2 separate regions of the Mus musculus genome follow, and region 1 is linked to region 2. The links are chromatin contacts, called in public Micro-C maps. All regions are on one chromosome and are shown on one strand. Each heading gives the region's core, a stretch centred on a gene start, on an enhancer-like site or on the middle of the called end of the contact. The rest is flanking DNA. Distances are from core to core; before and after follow the strand shown.

Region 1 (7,336 bases), core at 3,090-5,589, 250 kb before region 2:
CACCGGACTCTAGGTTTTGAGCAAGGATTCCCTCTACCTCCACCGCCTCCAGACAGGGATGTCTCTGCGTAGCCCTGGCTGTCCTGGAATTTGCTCTGTAGACCAGGTTGCTCTCGAACTCAGGGATCCACCTGCCTCTGCCTCCAGAGTGCTGGGATGAAAAGCACGTGCCACCGTTGTCTGGTTTAGAGCAAGGACTTCAGTGGGGACAGAGTTTCCCCCTCCCCATAGTAGAACAGTAACACCTTACACATGTTCATGTGGTTGACACCTCAGTGAGTACTGATAACTGCCTCTGAGCAGCCAGCACCCTATGCCGGATAGGAGTCTCAGAGTGCTACCACACCTGCAGCAAGGCTGGTCCTCACAGCAGCCCAGAGCAGAGCTAATTCATCTATTCATCCCCATTTGACTGACGGGCCAACTGAGGCTCCAGGAGGTGAAGTGATCTGCCTGAGGCCACACAGCTGGTGAGATCAAAGGCTGGATGTGTCCTCTAAAGGAGAGTTTAGGGACTGGAGAGATGGCTCAGCAGTTAAGAGCACTGACTGCTCTTCCAGAGATCCTGAGTTCAAATCCCAGCAACCCCACGGTGGCTCACAACCATCTGTCATGAGATCTGATGTCCTCTTCTGGTGTGGCTGAAGACAGCTACAGTGTACTTACGGAAAATAAATATGTAAAAGGAAAAGAATAAAGGAGAGTTGGGCTGGGATGTAGTTTGTGAGAATAAAAGACATGGCTCCCTCCTGGTCTGTCCTTTCAGAAGCTTTAGAAAAGGATATTACTGGTGTAGCTCTTGTAGAAACTTTTCTGTTGGCAGGAAGAGGGAATGGGTAAGAACAATGTCGTCAAGAAGAATATCTGTGGAGAGCAATGGGCGTCACAGAGGTCAGAAGGGGGCTGCAAACCTTGAACCCTCTTTTTTTTTTTTCCTCTTTGGTAAGCCTGGAGCCCCGGCCACCTGTCCCGTCATGCTCTGCACGCGAGTGCACACATGTGTGAAGGTTCTGGGCAGCCGCTGCGGGGGTGGGGCTGGCAGCTGCCAAGGCAGCTGGAGGGAGGGGGGGTGCCTTTGAAGGCCATGCACCCTTCTCTTCAGTGTGGGGGAAGTTGGTCAGATAATACCACCATGCCTGAGATCTGCTCAGGAGAAAAAGGGGTCCACAGAAGGGACCATCGACGGAGAATTGGCAAGCAGAGGTTCCAGTCAGAGGGATGTGGATGTGTGGGATGTGTGTCCATCCTCCTCGATCACTCCCAACCTCACAGTTTTGAATTTCCACAGGGCAGGGTGGGGACCATCCCCATGAAAATTGACAGCGGAGACAGGCCGCCATCTCTTTATCTCAGTCTTTAAATAGAAGTCCTGTGTCCACTGGGTGCCCAGAGGTGGAAGGGTTAATGATGAGAAGGACAGGGGAGGGGCTCCTCTCTCCACCCTTTTCCCTCCACACCCCTGTCTGGGCCTGGCTCAGCCAGTCAGCCAGGTACAAGGTCGGTCGCCCTGACTTGCCGCCAGCCTTGGGGTGGGGCAGGGCTTGCTTGGCACACACAGACAGGCAGGGCACAGGGAGGGAGCCAGGTGTCCTCACCAGGACAGGTTAGGGCCAGGTCCCCAGGCACTGCTCCAGGACAAAACCATGGCTTCTGACAACCCATGGTTGTCATGCCCTGCTGCCAATGCCAGCCACGAAGGTGGAGGTGGAGGAGCAACACAAGATTGTCTACTTGAATTCATTTTGTTTCACAGAGGAGAAACTGAGGCCCGGAGCCAGATGAACTTAGAATGCTGTGTTCTCAACTCAATACAGGGGCAAGCAGAGTATGGGGGTGGGGGGGGGGGCCTAGTACCTACTGGCCACAAGGGGCTGCCTAGACCTTTGAAGGAGCTCTGGCTAGGTGAGGAGAGCCCTCACTAAGCATTTGTCGCCTCCCATGCAGCCTGGGCAGAAATCAAGAGGCTTGATAACGTGGCTTATATTAAAAATATTGGAGTGGCAGTTTAAATGGGGAGGATTCCCAAACTAGTTACTCTGGAGATTTAGCCTGTCGGGCCAGATAATATGGGTGACAAATGGGGAGTCTTAACCCAGGGGAAACTGGACAATCCGCTGTCCAAACTGGACAGCCTCTCTTTCCCTTTCTACCCAGCTACCCAGCTATGTTCTGAGAGTCAGTCAGAAGGGTCCCCAGCCCTCACGCCCAGCTCCAGGTTTGGGGCCTCGGCATAAAGAGGCCTGACATCCTTCCTCGCATCTTTCTCTCACTAGAGTGTGAATGTTAAAATGGGAGTAAAGGACAAGGAACGCGGGCAGAGTGGAGAGATGCTGATACGGGGGCTCCAGTTTGGCATCTGTTTCTTCCAAAGTAGGCTCCGGTCCAACGCACAGCCTCCCTGGGGAATGTGTCATAGAGACACAGGGTGTGTGGTGTAGGCGGGAAGTTATGGTTAAGAGAGCTGTGTGTGTCTGATATTTTTCTAATTAAATCCAAAAGGTGTCAGCTCCCCAGGGCAACTGCAGCCTGAGCCAAAAGAGGGGACCCCGACCTTCAGGACAAAAATGGAGTAGAGGGTGACACTCCACTCCTAGAGCCAGAATGCCTTGCAGAGAAGGAAGGGTAACTCCTAACACCCTCCTCTTTAGGGTCTCAAGCTTGGTCTCTCAACCCTAAGCCCCTTCTGGGTTTAGTGGAGTGCCTAGTTAGATCTAAAGACCCTGATATCTCTACATCTATTCCAACTAGCGATGTGGGGGCCTACGTTCCTCAGAAGCCCTTTAATAGGGTGCTGGCATTCTCATAGTGGGTGAAATGGCATCATCTCAGGCTTCTCAGGGTGTGGTTATTATTTTTTTAAAAAAGGCCCTCTGCTGAGGCATGGCATGGGAAGGGTGGGTGCTACGGAGGCCCAAAGCCTTCTGGATGCTGCAGTCTCCTGGTATCTTCCCTTAGAGACCTTCGAATTCATCCCCAATAAAAGCAGCCGAGTTCTGTGACTATCCACATGGCCCCACCAAGTGAGGCGCTCCTACACAGCCAGGGACTCCTGTCAGCGGTTTTCAGGCCTCAGCTATGGTCTGGAGGGCAGCGTACAACCTCAGCGGGAAAGCGTCCACCTTAGGGTGTCAGGCCCTAATTTAGGGGCGTGGGAGGAGGTAGGCAGTATCAAGGGCTCGTGGGAGACTGGCTTAAATAGCCGAGAGAGAGGGAGGGTAGTTGAAGGAGAGAGATGGTTTCCCTTCTTCCCCTAGAATGAAGCTAATGTGGGGAGGAAGGTGGGTGCGCATTACCATGCCCCTTCCCCTACATTACTTCGGGCTTCCCCTCATCCTCTACACCAACACTGAGGACAAGAAAAAACAATCAGGGAGCATCCCCCGGGCCAATCCCTCACCTCCCACCCCCAACCCCGTGCTCTCTTGCTCTGGGATGGATGAGCAGGCTTACCTGAGGCGCTGCTGTCCCTGGTGGTCCCTCCAGCCAGGCGCTCCAGAACCCGGTTCAGAAGATGCTCTGGCCGCTCGGGGGCGCCCAGGGGGGCCCAGGGTGGTGAAGCCAGGGGTTCGCCGGGGGATAGCTCATCTGAGGAGTACGAGGAAGGAGAGCGCAGGGGCACCCCAGATCCTATCGGCCCAGGCCCGGGAACCTCCTCTAGCTGCAGCCAACAGGGCCCCCCACTGCCCGGCTCCTCAGAGACCCCTAATGGCTCTCCCCCTTCCTCCTCAACGGGCGGCTCCAGCCCGGGCTCGGTTGGGGGCTCTCGGAGGAAAGCTGGGAGCAGCAGGCGAGACACGCTCTGACGCCGCTGCAGTGGCCGCAGTCCCCCGGCCGGACCGCCGCCCCCACCAGGGCCCCCACCCCCTCCAGGCCCTCCGCAGCAACCCGGACCCCCGCCGGGACCTCCAGTCACCGCTCGCCCCGCCAGCTGAGACGTCTGCTTCTTCAAAAATTTCTCCAGTGGCTTCATGCCCCCCCCCCCGCCCCTCTCTTAGGGGCCGCCGGGGGACCCAGGTGTCCCAGGCGCGGGCGGGGGGAGGCGGGGACACGATGCTCAGAGCCGGGGGAGCAGAGCCGAGGGCCGTGCCAGGCGTCGGACTGCGAGCGAGAGGTGGCCGAGCCTCGCTGGCCAGAGTCCAGTGGCCAGTGGCCGGGGGAGGTGCCAGAGGGAAGAGGAGCTCGCTCTCAGCGGCCCCCCATGCCGGCTGCGGCCGAAGGGTTGGCAGGCTGAGGGGCTGGTGTCCCCGTCTCAGCGCTCCGGGGCCGGGCTGAGGCGACAGAGGCAGCGGGCGGAGCGCAAGGCTGAGGACGCGGCGGCGGCTGCGCTCCTGGCCCCGGGGAAGGTGGCAGAATTGAGACCGCGCCCCCTCCTCCAGTCCCCGCCCCTACCCTGCTTAGGCCCGCCCCCGCCCGGCCGCGCGAGGCTTGAACTTGGGCTCTGGCGCTGACCGCGAGGAAAATTAGGACTTGGGTTTCTGACAGTCGCAGAAGGGCAAAGGCGAGGGAGAGATCTACCAAAGCAGAGGACTCCTGGCTCTTGATTACCGGGTCTCTTTTGAGCATTTCAAATAACCAGGGCATATGTTTGACCTTGGCACGCCTACCTGTGCACAGGTGAGGCTTATAAAGACTGCTGAACTCTTTGCATCTTTCCCACAATTTTATTTGGTCATTATCTTCCACCTGTTGAGAAGGGCTGGGACGGCGTCTTGGGTAAACTGGTATTGGCACTGGGGGCGGTACCCATATTCCTTTCTGATAGGGTTTAGGGGGTGGTGCAGGGCCGCCCTGTAAGGCAAGTACTGGCAAGTAGGAAAGAGCCAGGCAGAGGCCAGCAGGTTGTGGCAGGTCTAATTGGGGTGAAAAGAGATAGTAGACTGAAAGAGACGACCAAAAGCACAAGGGCATCTTAGCCCAGGTGGTAGCGAAGGGAAGCAAGACTGAAGAGATGTGTAAGTCCCCAAACTGCCAACTATCATCCATCACCTAGCACATTAGTGTATATAGCCATAGAATGGGAGAAATATTGCCCTTACTCCTGGTGGCTACGCCAGAGCATTCTGTCTCCCAGGGTACACTCCACTAGGATGGGGCTGTAGAGACAGTGTGAACACATCCAGGCTTGGTATACATGGTGAAGGAGTGGCACCGGGTTCCTGGTGGGCTGGTGTTCCTTGGGCAAAGTCCCACCCCTGTTTACTGTGCCTCAGCAAGGCATGGATGGACAGGAATGCTAAGAGCTGGGAGTGGTGAAACTGACAGGGTGTGTACTACACTTGTGTTGCTGTCGGTGCAAACTCAGTTCCATGTGTGCTAGAGCATGTGTTCACAGAAATAAAGCTCTGCACACCCATCTGGGGATTTGGAGAGGGAACAAAAAAAAAAAAAAAAAGAAAAAGAAAAAGAAAAAGAAAAAAAAAAGCTCCGATTTTGCTATGAAGCTGGATCTGAGCATTGGTTTCCTGGACAGCCTTAATTGGACACTCGGCCTCTCTTAAGGTTGGAAGTAGGAACTGGCCAGAGTGGCTTAGAGCTCCCCAGGTAACCTTTTAGGAACCAAGAAGAGGGGAGGGCTTCTCTTCTGCACATGCCACAGTTACCAGATTAAGCCGGTTGCCTTGGTAACCTCTTCTCTGGGCAGGATTTGGGATTGTCGGTTAGGAAGGGTGAAAAATTGGGGAGTGTGAAGGGTGTGGGAGCTGGAAATAAAAAGGGACCGAGAGACTTCTAGAAACTAAATGCTTGGGGAATCGGACTCTAGACCCTTCCAGTTACAGAAAGTGGCAGTCACTACATTCAAGACCTTGAATCAGAAGCAAAGGAAGCATTAATTTGTGGTCCTCCTGGAGCAGCAGTGGCTTCCGTTCTGGCTACACACTGAAACCGCATGGGAGCTTTTTGGAATTGCTGATGTCCAGGTCACACCCTAGATCCATTATGGGATCCTGTGGCAGGCCCAAGGTCTCTGTTAGTTTAGAAAGCTCCCCAGGTGATTCAAACAGCCAGTGTTGGAAATCACTGCTCTAGGTCAACTGCAGCTGTAAGAAGATCTGGCAATTGCAAATCCTTGATGTTTTGAGTCACCTACAGGTAGGTCCATGGACTGACCCACAGCGGGAAAACTGATAGGGCATCTACATTACCATGAGAAAACCGAAGAGAATGGTAGGGTGGTATTCAATTACTTAACAGTGGAAATGGAGGCCAACAAGCTTAACTGAGTCAGTCCAACCCATGGGCTTCTACAAAGGTATTGGACAGGGCTACCTAAGGCAGTAATCTATCTGTCCCTTAAACTCCCATTATCTCTGCCCACTGAGAAGCAGGCTGGGGGGGGGGGGGCAGAGAGAACCCGAGGGCTTTGCTGAGCTTGAGTTTCTTCTTGCTGAGCTAGTTACCAGGGCAACAGGGAGAGCAATGGGATCTAACAGCAGGACTGGGGAAGAGGCAAGGGTGAGAAGGCACCCCAACATTCCTTTCTCCTGCCAGTAACCTACCCAGAGGGTTGGCTGACATTTTTTGCATGACCAACCAGGGAGACCATGTCTATAGTTATACATCACCTTGGGGGACAGAGGGAAGATGTCCCAACTTGTGGGCATTCCCACACCACCAAGGTAAAGCTTTGTGAAACAAAGAACAAATGTTTCCAGCCCCACAATACCCACTGGTCGTCCACACCGAGTGGCCTTTGTATAACTGTAAACTTCCACTCAAGGAAAGTTAATTCAAAACTGGAAATTACTCTGTGCGTGCTCCAGTCTCAAATATAAGGCAGCATGAACCAGTTGAAGGTCTTAGTTTTCCTTGTCCTTCCAGCTCAGGGTAGGTAGTCTGGTAGCTGTCCTTCAGGTTGTAGGCCTTAGTATTTTAGTGCCATCTTTACTTTCCAATAAAAGATAGATATCTACAGCTGGGCATCGTGGTACACAGTGAGACAGGGTCTCAAAAAAAAAAAAACAAAACAAAAACAAAAACAAAAAAACCCCAACAACATATAGAACAAACAAACAAGTCAAAAATTGTTATATGGCCGTGCACAGCTGGAATCCTAGCACCTGGGAAGCTAAGCCTCAGGTAAAGGGGAGTTAAGAGGTCAGCCTGAGCTACATGAGTGAGCCCTGGTGTGAAAAACAAACAAACAAACAAACAAACGGAGGACAAGAAACTGTTGGTTTCAAGCTTTGGGCCTCAAGGGGGCTCCTTACCTCTCTGCTCTTCCATTTTACCAGTCGGGCTCAAATTATGACTAATTCTGTAGTGAAATTAGTCTTCCTTCCCTCCCAAATCAAGACACACAATAACTGGCCACAGAGTCAAGTCTACAGTCTAAATT
Region 2 (7,173 bases), core at 2,571-5,070:
AAACTGGAGAATGAAAAAGATCATCCCGAGTAGTCCATCACCCGAATATAAGGTCTCTCTTTTCTTTCGCTGACTTCCCGTTGCCTAGTAAAGACGTCAGTATTCCAACCTGGAATGGACCAATAGCAGACAACCCACACTGGGTACTTAACCATGTGCCAGGGCTGCTCCAAGTACTTTACACTTATCGACCCCATCGATCTTTGCAAATGAGGTTATTGTGATCATTACCATCTCCATTTAGAAATGAGGTCACTGAAGTACAGAGCGGGTCAGTGACTTAAGGTCACACAGCCAAGGGAGCAGAGACAGCTGGTGGCCAAGGGAGCAGCGAGCTAAGCCCGATGCCAGGGTTTATTAGCGCCACTCCAGTGTTGCTTTGTGTGTGCACGGATTCAGACTCAGGTTTGCAAAATCCTTTTTATTATGAGCAATTTTAAATGCCAACAAAGTAGAGAAAGTAATACGAGGGGTCTTGTGTCTCAATCTCCCAGGCTTAATAATTATCACTGCACACAGTTTAATAATTATCACTGCACACGGTTTAATAATTATCAGTTTATAGCTGTTTATTTTCCCATGTCCCCAGTCCAAATTATTTTGTAGTAAATCCAGGTATTGTATCATCCATTCACAAATAGTTTAGAATATAATATATCTATCTCTGCTTTCTTTCTTTCTTTGTATATTTAATTTAATTAATTTATTTATTTAGAAACAGGGTTTCTCTAGATAGGGTCTCTCTACTTAGCCCTGGCTGTCATGGAACTCACCATGTAGACCAGGCTGGACTTAAACTCACAGAGATCCACCTGCTTATGTTTCTACTCATGAGTGATAACTTATTTCTCCGCTGCCGCCGGTGAAATGAGGCATTTAAGCCAGATTAGATTATATTAAAGGCAGGTTTATTGGGAAGCTGCACTTGGACGGGTAAGTTTATTGGCCTCAAGGACCCAGGCCTGGGAAGTCACCTGGGGCGGGGCGGGGGGGGGGTGGCTAGTGGGGGGAGGCGGGGAGGTTGGGGACAGGGAGAGAAAAGAAAAGGGTGAGCTCATGCCCAGAGTGAAGAGAAGAGGAGAAGAGAAAAGAGGAAGAGGGGGAGAGGGGGGGAAGGGAGGGAGAGAGGCAGGGCAGGGGGAGAGATCTAGTGAGCAAAATGTCTGGATTATATAGGGAGGACTCTCTGGGGGAAGGGCAGCCAAGCTCTGGGCTAGAAAGCTCAGTGTATGCCAGGTAGGGATAGAGGGATGCTGGGAGAACCTGAAGGCCAGCTCTGCTTTGGTAAAATAGGCACCTCAGTCCCTTTCCCAGGATCCGAAACCTGAAACCTGAGTGTTGGGACCATAGGCATGGACCCTATGCCTGGCTCTTGAGTTTCAAATAGTCTTGCTATGTAGCCCAGGCTGTCCTAGGACTGACTCACTGTGCTACCCAGGTTGACTTCCAATTTTTGAGTGCCCGACCTCTGCTTCCTAGAACGCACCTGTGCCCCTTGACCTAGGTTTTGCTGACGACATCCCTGAGAAACTCGAAGTCTCTATCCTTATCTTTTCATATCATCCGGCAGCTGTTTTCCCATGATGCCACAGTTTCTACAGCCATAAGTGGTTTCGTATTTTTCTGCCCAGTGTGGATAGAGCATTCCCTTTTTTCTTGGGCACTTACATGGCTCTCAGGATTTCACTGCTAGAGACATTGCTGGGATACACAACCTCTCACACGGAGCCGTGTGCTGTAAATGGGTTTGCTTTCTTAGATGTGGATACAGTCATGCCTTCAGGGCATGGACAATTTAGTTCCTTGGCACACGGTGTCAATCTTTTGTCCCAGGGATTGCGTGTTCCCCGGTGCCTTGTGCTTTCACTCTTCCTGAACAGTGCTCAGGCGTCACAGCTAGAGGAAGACTTGGTTGTCTTGAGGCAATGAATTAGAGGAGATGGTGACAGGGACTCGAGTTAACTCGAGTGGAATGTGATCCATAACTTACCACAAGGCAGAAAGAACCAGAACTTTGTTCATTCCCATTGTGGAAGAAAAAAAAAAAAAACAACTTGATAACAGGAGCTATTAATAGGCCATGACATAGCCAGTGACCTTGCCAATGGAGTCTGCATTAGTCAGAGTGCCTTGTTGAGATGTAGACCCTGTCTGGTCCCTGAACTTCACAGAGATGGGAGAAAACTGGCAAAGATCCAGAGCTCAACCAACTTGATGGACAATGGAAGAATTCCAGGAAAAAAAAAAAAAAATCAAAGGAATCCGGCAAGTTCATTTTGGAAAAAAAACAAAACAAAACTCAAAAACAAAAACACCCCCCCCCCCATTGTTTTGGCTCTAAGGCTGAGCAGGAGGGAATAGGGGGTGGAGGTGCGGTGTGGGAGTGTGGAAGTGTGGGGGTGTCTCTGTGAGGCTTCTTCAGTCTCACAGAGGCTGAAGGACGGTTAGTTAGATGTTCGGATCTGAAGGGCCCCTGCCTCTGGAATACTTGAGAAGCTGCCCATTTTTACTTCTCAGGGTAAGTCAGATAGATATACACTCACTCCTGGCTTCCAGGGCTCCGCCTCCGGCCGGAGACAGCTATTCCTCCCCGCCCCCACCCCCTCTGGCAGCTCCCTGATGATGGGCGGGTCTAAGGAAAAAGCTCCCCAGGTTGTCCGGGCAGGCCTTCTCCTTCCAGTCCTCGCATGTTCAGTCCGTCGCGCATATACAGCCAGCCAGGCTGGCATCTGTTACGTCATCTATTCCTGTCATTCCAGCCTTGCCAGGGTTTATGGGCACGAGACTGAGAAGGTGGGCGGGGGAAGTAGAAACAACTAAAAGGAGGCCCTCTATTGTTGACGTGGAAAGTGGGAGTGACCTAGGAGAGCCAAAGAACACTCTAGTTGCGTTCCTACAAGATAAGAAGTGCTTTGTATGACATTCTTTTGAAATATCAAAGCAACCTTGGGAGTAAGTTTTGACAGCTGTAAAACTGAGATTAAGACAAGTCATTTGTCCAGGCTTACTCTGCCAATAAAGATGTACATACACTATATGTACCTAGCAATAAAGTCTGTGCCCTTCTTTTCAGAGCTTCCAGACATGAAAGTTGCAGAAATGAGGCTCCCTACCTAAAGCTACACGTATTAACCTCAGACAGAAGCTCAAAGCTCCTCACGTTAGTAAGGTCTCGTCCTATGACATAAATCCTATTTTATACCTGATGTAGGGAGGAGATCCAGGAGTGGCCAGACCTACACCAGCAAGGATTAAGCATAAAGACTAGGTGGGCCAAAGATGCCCACAGGCTCCTGTCTCTACCCTGAACACATGTACCCAACTAAAGTCCTGAAAAATGTAATCCCGGGAGTGAATGGGGCTCCTTCGGGGCAAAGGGTAGTGTTTCTCGGCTTCTGGAGATAATCCGGGGCCCAGGCAGCGACGGTTAGGAAAAAACCAAACCAAAACAACCTCTGCATTTAGGGTCAGGCTATCTTAGCAGGGCCTTAATGCAGGTTACTTAAAACTCTTAAGTCTTCGACTACAAGATGGGACATGGACAAACCGCTTGTGCAACACGTGAAGGGCGCAGATGCAAAAGCTACAATTGTTAACGCACCAAAGAGACAGCATCTGATCTCACTATTGCGTCAGGGTGGGACGTTCTGCGGGGTGCCAAAGCTCGCGGTGGGATCAAAAGCTAGACCAGGGAAAAGCCTACAACTCCCAGGAGGCGCCGGGCGGGCCGGTGAGGAGGCAGCCTAGAAACTACACTTCCCAAGAGGCACAACGTGATAGGCGCGTGGTAGTGACGTCACCGCCCCGGCTCGGGGAGCTGATTCGGCCAGAGCTGCCAGCGGGGTAGCCACCGCCGCTGGTTTGTTACAGCTGCTGGAGCGGCCGCGGCCCGGGTTCTCGGGCTCTCTCCCGGGCCCTCGACCTCCAACCCCGCGCGGTGAGTCCAGACGGGTGGCATCGGAGTGGTGAAGCCCGAAGGCTCCACGGGTTGGAGAGCCGGGAGAGAAGGCTGCTGCTGGGGAGGCGTCCGCGCAGGAGGAGACCTGAGCTGGGTGGCTGGGGGTGGAGAGTGCGTGCATCAGGCGAAGGAGTGCCAAAAGAGGAAAGTGGGAGCAGGGGGCCGGGGGTGATAATCCGGGAGGAGCGCTGCAGCTGGGGGTGGGAGGCGGGGAACGGCTGGACTTAAGGGATAAAGGTTTGGCTGCCTCCAGGGTTGAGTGAATGCGTGGAGATGGGGGTTGGGCCCCGAACCCGGCCAGACTGCTAGTGCGAGGTACCAGGCTGCAGAGCAGAAGCGGGAGGCCCCGTGGAAGGAGTTCTCATACACATACTCCCAAGATATCGAGGACACCGTTCCCTCGCTCCTGACTCGTGGAGGCTTGCTTTTTTTTCCACACCCACTTTCCTGAGTCCAGGAGTCGGGCTGGCGAGGACAACCGTGGTTCTGCAGATTGAGGGTGGGCCGAGTGGAAGCGACATTGTGTGTTGCATGAACTCCCTCTTGGGATCCCTTGGGAACAGGTTTGCTGTATAAAGGGCAAGTCTTAAACTGGGGAGGGATTTGGGAAGTGCTTACCGGATGGTTAACGCCGCGGGGAGGGGGGGAAGGCGGGAGGGAGGAGATGGGGGTGGTAATCTGGTCTTGGCATGAGTGTCTGACAGACTGGCTTGGGCCTGCATGGAAAAGAGGCAAAGAGCTATACCATAGCCAAAAGTTTAAAAAAAAAAAAAGTGGTTAACAGGACGGAGTTGCTTCAGGCTCTGATTTGAGGCAGATTATGAAATCACACCAGCTACCTGCCAGTTGTGGTAGCAGTTTTCAGTCTGGTCACCCCAGACCTTTCTGCCCCTGCCAGTCTCCTATTTCTTCACTTCTGGGAGAAAGGTCAGTTGTGTCCTAATGGAAATACACAAAGCCACAGGAAAGTCTCAGGAGTACTTTTGGGAGGATGGTGAAAGAGGGTGCAGCAGTCTCCTGAAGTTCCTAACCTGCTTTAAAAGACAACTAGCACTTAGGCTTTAGGAAGACAGTTCCCGTGGGGTCACCTAGGCTCTCTTAGATGCCCTGTTAGAGCCAGAAAGGAGTGGAGGGTCTTGCAGTCCTGGGATCCAGCCAGAGGTTTGGCACTACTGAACCGCAGTGTGAGGGAGTTGTGTCTATAGCTGTGCCACTGTAGGGCTGTGTAATGGAGAAGGACAGCAGTTTCTGCCGAGACTTGGGAAACTTTTCCTCACCTTAATGATCTTTCAGAGACTTTAGCTCTCAGTCCCTGCCCTCCCATGGAGGCTGTTACATAGTAGATGTCCCAGGGGTGGGCTCTGTTAAGGGCCCTAAGGCCTGAGGAAGGTAAACAACTGGTGTTCTAGTTCCTTGGGTTTCTGTTGGGACCAGTTATCTGTCTTAATGAGCCAGGAGTTTGGTCCCTGGCGTATGTCCACCTGCATGCACCCTAGGCCAACTCAGGGGTATGTTTGTTGGGAAACTGTTGTGGGTCCTATCTCCCGAGGTATTTGAGAAGAGGAAACTTGCTTCCATTATCCTTAAGTAATGAACTTATCTGAGTGAATGCTAGCTCCTGTGGAGGAGGCTTGGCCAGAATCCTAGCTGGGTGAGATAGCATCTGAGTCTGGGGGTGAGGTGACTACAGCAGGGTGAGGGAGCTGGGCTGGCACTTCCAGACTCTCTCCATTGTTCCTTCTTTCTGTGCACCTTGCTGTTAGCCTCAGTAATGTGTCTTTCCCAGGCTCGACACTAAAGTGGGAGAGGGTAAGCCAGTACATGGATGCCTCCCATTTCCACTTTCTGCTGGTCAGCAAGTGGGCCCTCAGGAATCTGGGGACAGCCATGCTCCCCTCTGGCCACTGTGGGCTACTACTGTTGTATTCTGGGCATGAAGGGTAGCCTTTTTCAGTTCCTTGTGTAGAGCTTCTACCACTGGGGCTGGGCAAGAAAGGGGTGTTGTCACCTCACACCCACAGACAGATGCTGGGAAGGGAGCGAGGTCAGGTGAGGCCGAGAAGAGAGGCGGTAGGAGGGAGGCCACAGGTAGTTTTGTGTCCTTGGGAGGGGAAGGTTGGTACAGGTACCACATCCTACCCGTGCACATCCTACCCGTGTTGATGTCAGCTGTGTGCTCTGGTCATGTCCTCCTCTCTCCCTGGTGGGCTGAAGGGCTTGGGTGGTTTGGCATCTAGTGGTGGCACCCCAAGAGAGTCAGCCTCAGCAGCTGCCAAGTGGACAAAATGTCCTAATGGATGGGTCATTTGATGTGGCAGTGTTTGTAGGACTGAGGGAAGGCTGTCCCTGGCCTGCTGTTGCCTCTGCCCTCTTCTCCCTTCCTTGTCAGTCATCCTGGGCCTGGGCTTGAGAAAATCCAGGGTTGGAGAAATAGGGGTGGTAGGAACAGTAGCCCCAAAGTTCTTCATCCGTTGTTGCTTGCTGCACCCACAGATCTTCTCTGCTTCTTAACGTTTTGGGGGGAGAGCTTAGGGTGGTGGGTGTCTTCTGTCAGGTCTTCAGTGAGAGCCAGCAGAGGTTATTTTGAGTGAGAGTTCCAGGGCAGGCTTTTTTCCCTCCTGCAGGAGGAAGAGGCCCTCAGGAGATCTGTAGGGGATATGATTGGGGTAAAGGCACTGATTGTTATAGCCTGGGCAATTGATTGCTGGTCACCTCTTGGTGACTTGTCCTCCCTGGCTATGTCAGCAGATGGTGTGTATGACAGCCTGGTGTTAGTCCAGCCCAGTGACAGGAAATGACTAGTGTCACGTTCACATGGACTTTCTCCAGCTTCTGGGCTTGAGACTCCCAACAGTGGACAGTGGTGTGGAGTTCTCAGGGAGTGAAAAGCCTGCCTCTCTGGGGCTTGGGGTGTGAGGGGCAGGGAAAGTGGTGTGACTTGTCTCACCTGTGTTGCTCTTTTGCAGAGCGGCAGTCAAGAGGGGTGGCAGGATGAATGTGGGCACAGCACACAGTGAGGTGAACCCCAACACACGGGTGATGAACAGTCGCGGCATCTGGCTCTCCTACGTGCTGGCCATCGGACTCCTGCATGTCGTGCTGCTGAGCATTCCCTTTGTGAGCGTCCCTGTCGTCTGGACCCTCACCAACCTTATCCACAACCTGGTAAGATCCTGCTTACCACCAGCCACCCCCCCACCCCCCCCCCACCCCCC

What was found. A called contact is a pair of places that touch in the nucleus more often than the background predicts.
Region 1: a Micro-C map of embryonic stem cells shows a contact between it and region 2, with 4 times the contacts expected there. The contact joins the promoter of Rapgefl1 here to the promoter of Ormdl3 in region 2. A contact is called at or near these places in 3 of 39 promoter capture datasets (the HPC-7 cell line and liver), 1 of 484 Hi-C or Micro-C datasets (embryonic stem cells) and 1 of 9 other capture datasets (liver).

The regions. Positions count from the first base shown.
Region 1 is chr11:98,833,788-98,841,123 of GRCm38.p6, reverse strand. Rapgefl1 (Rap guanine nucleotide exchange factor (GEF)-like 1) reads right to left here and starts at 4,339. Exons shown (of 15, transcript NM_001080925.1): 1 at 3,451-4,339; 2 at 786-864. The coding sequence starts at 3,970. Casc3 (cancer susceptibility candidate 3) reads right to left here. Exons shown (of 14, transcript NM_138660.2): 14 at 7,317-7,336.
Region 2 is chr11:98,583,892-98,591,064 of GRCm38.p6, reverse strand. It overlaps Ormdl3 (ORM1-like 3 (S. cerevisiae)), which reads left to right and starts at 3,820. Exons shown (of 4, transcript NM_025661.4): 1 at 3,820-3,937; 2 at 6,925-7,123. The coding sequence starts at 6,950.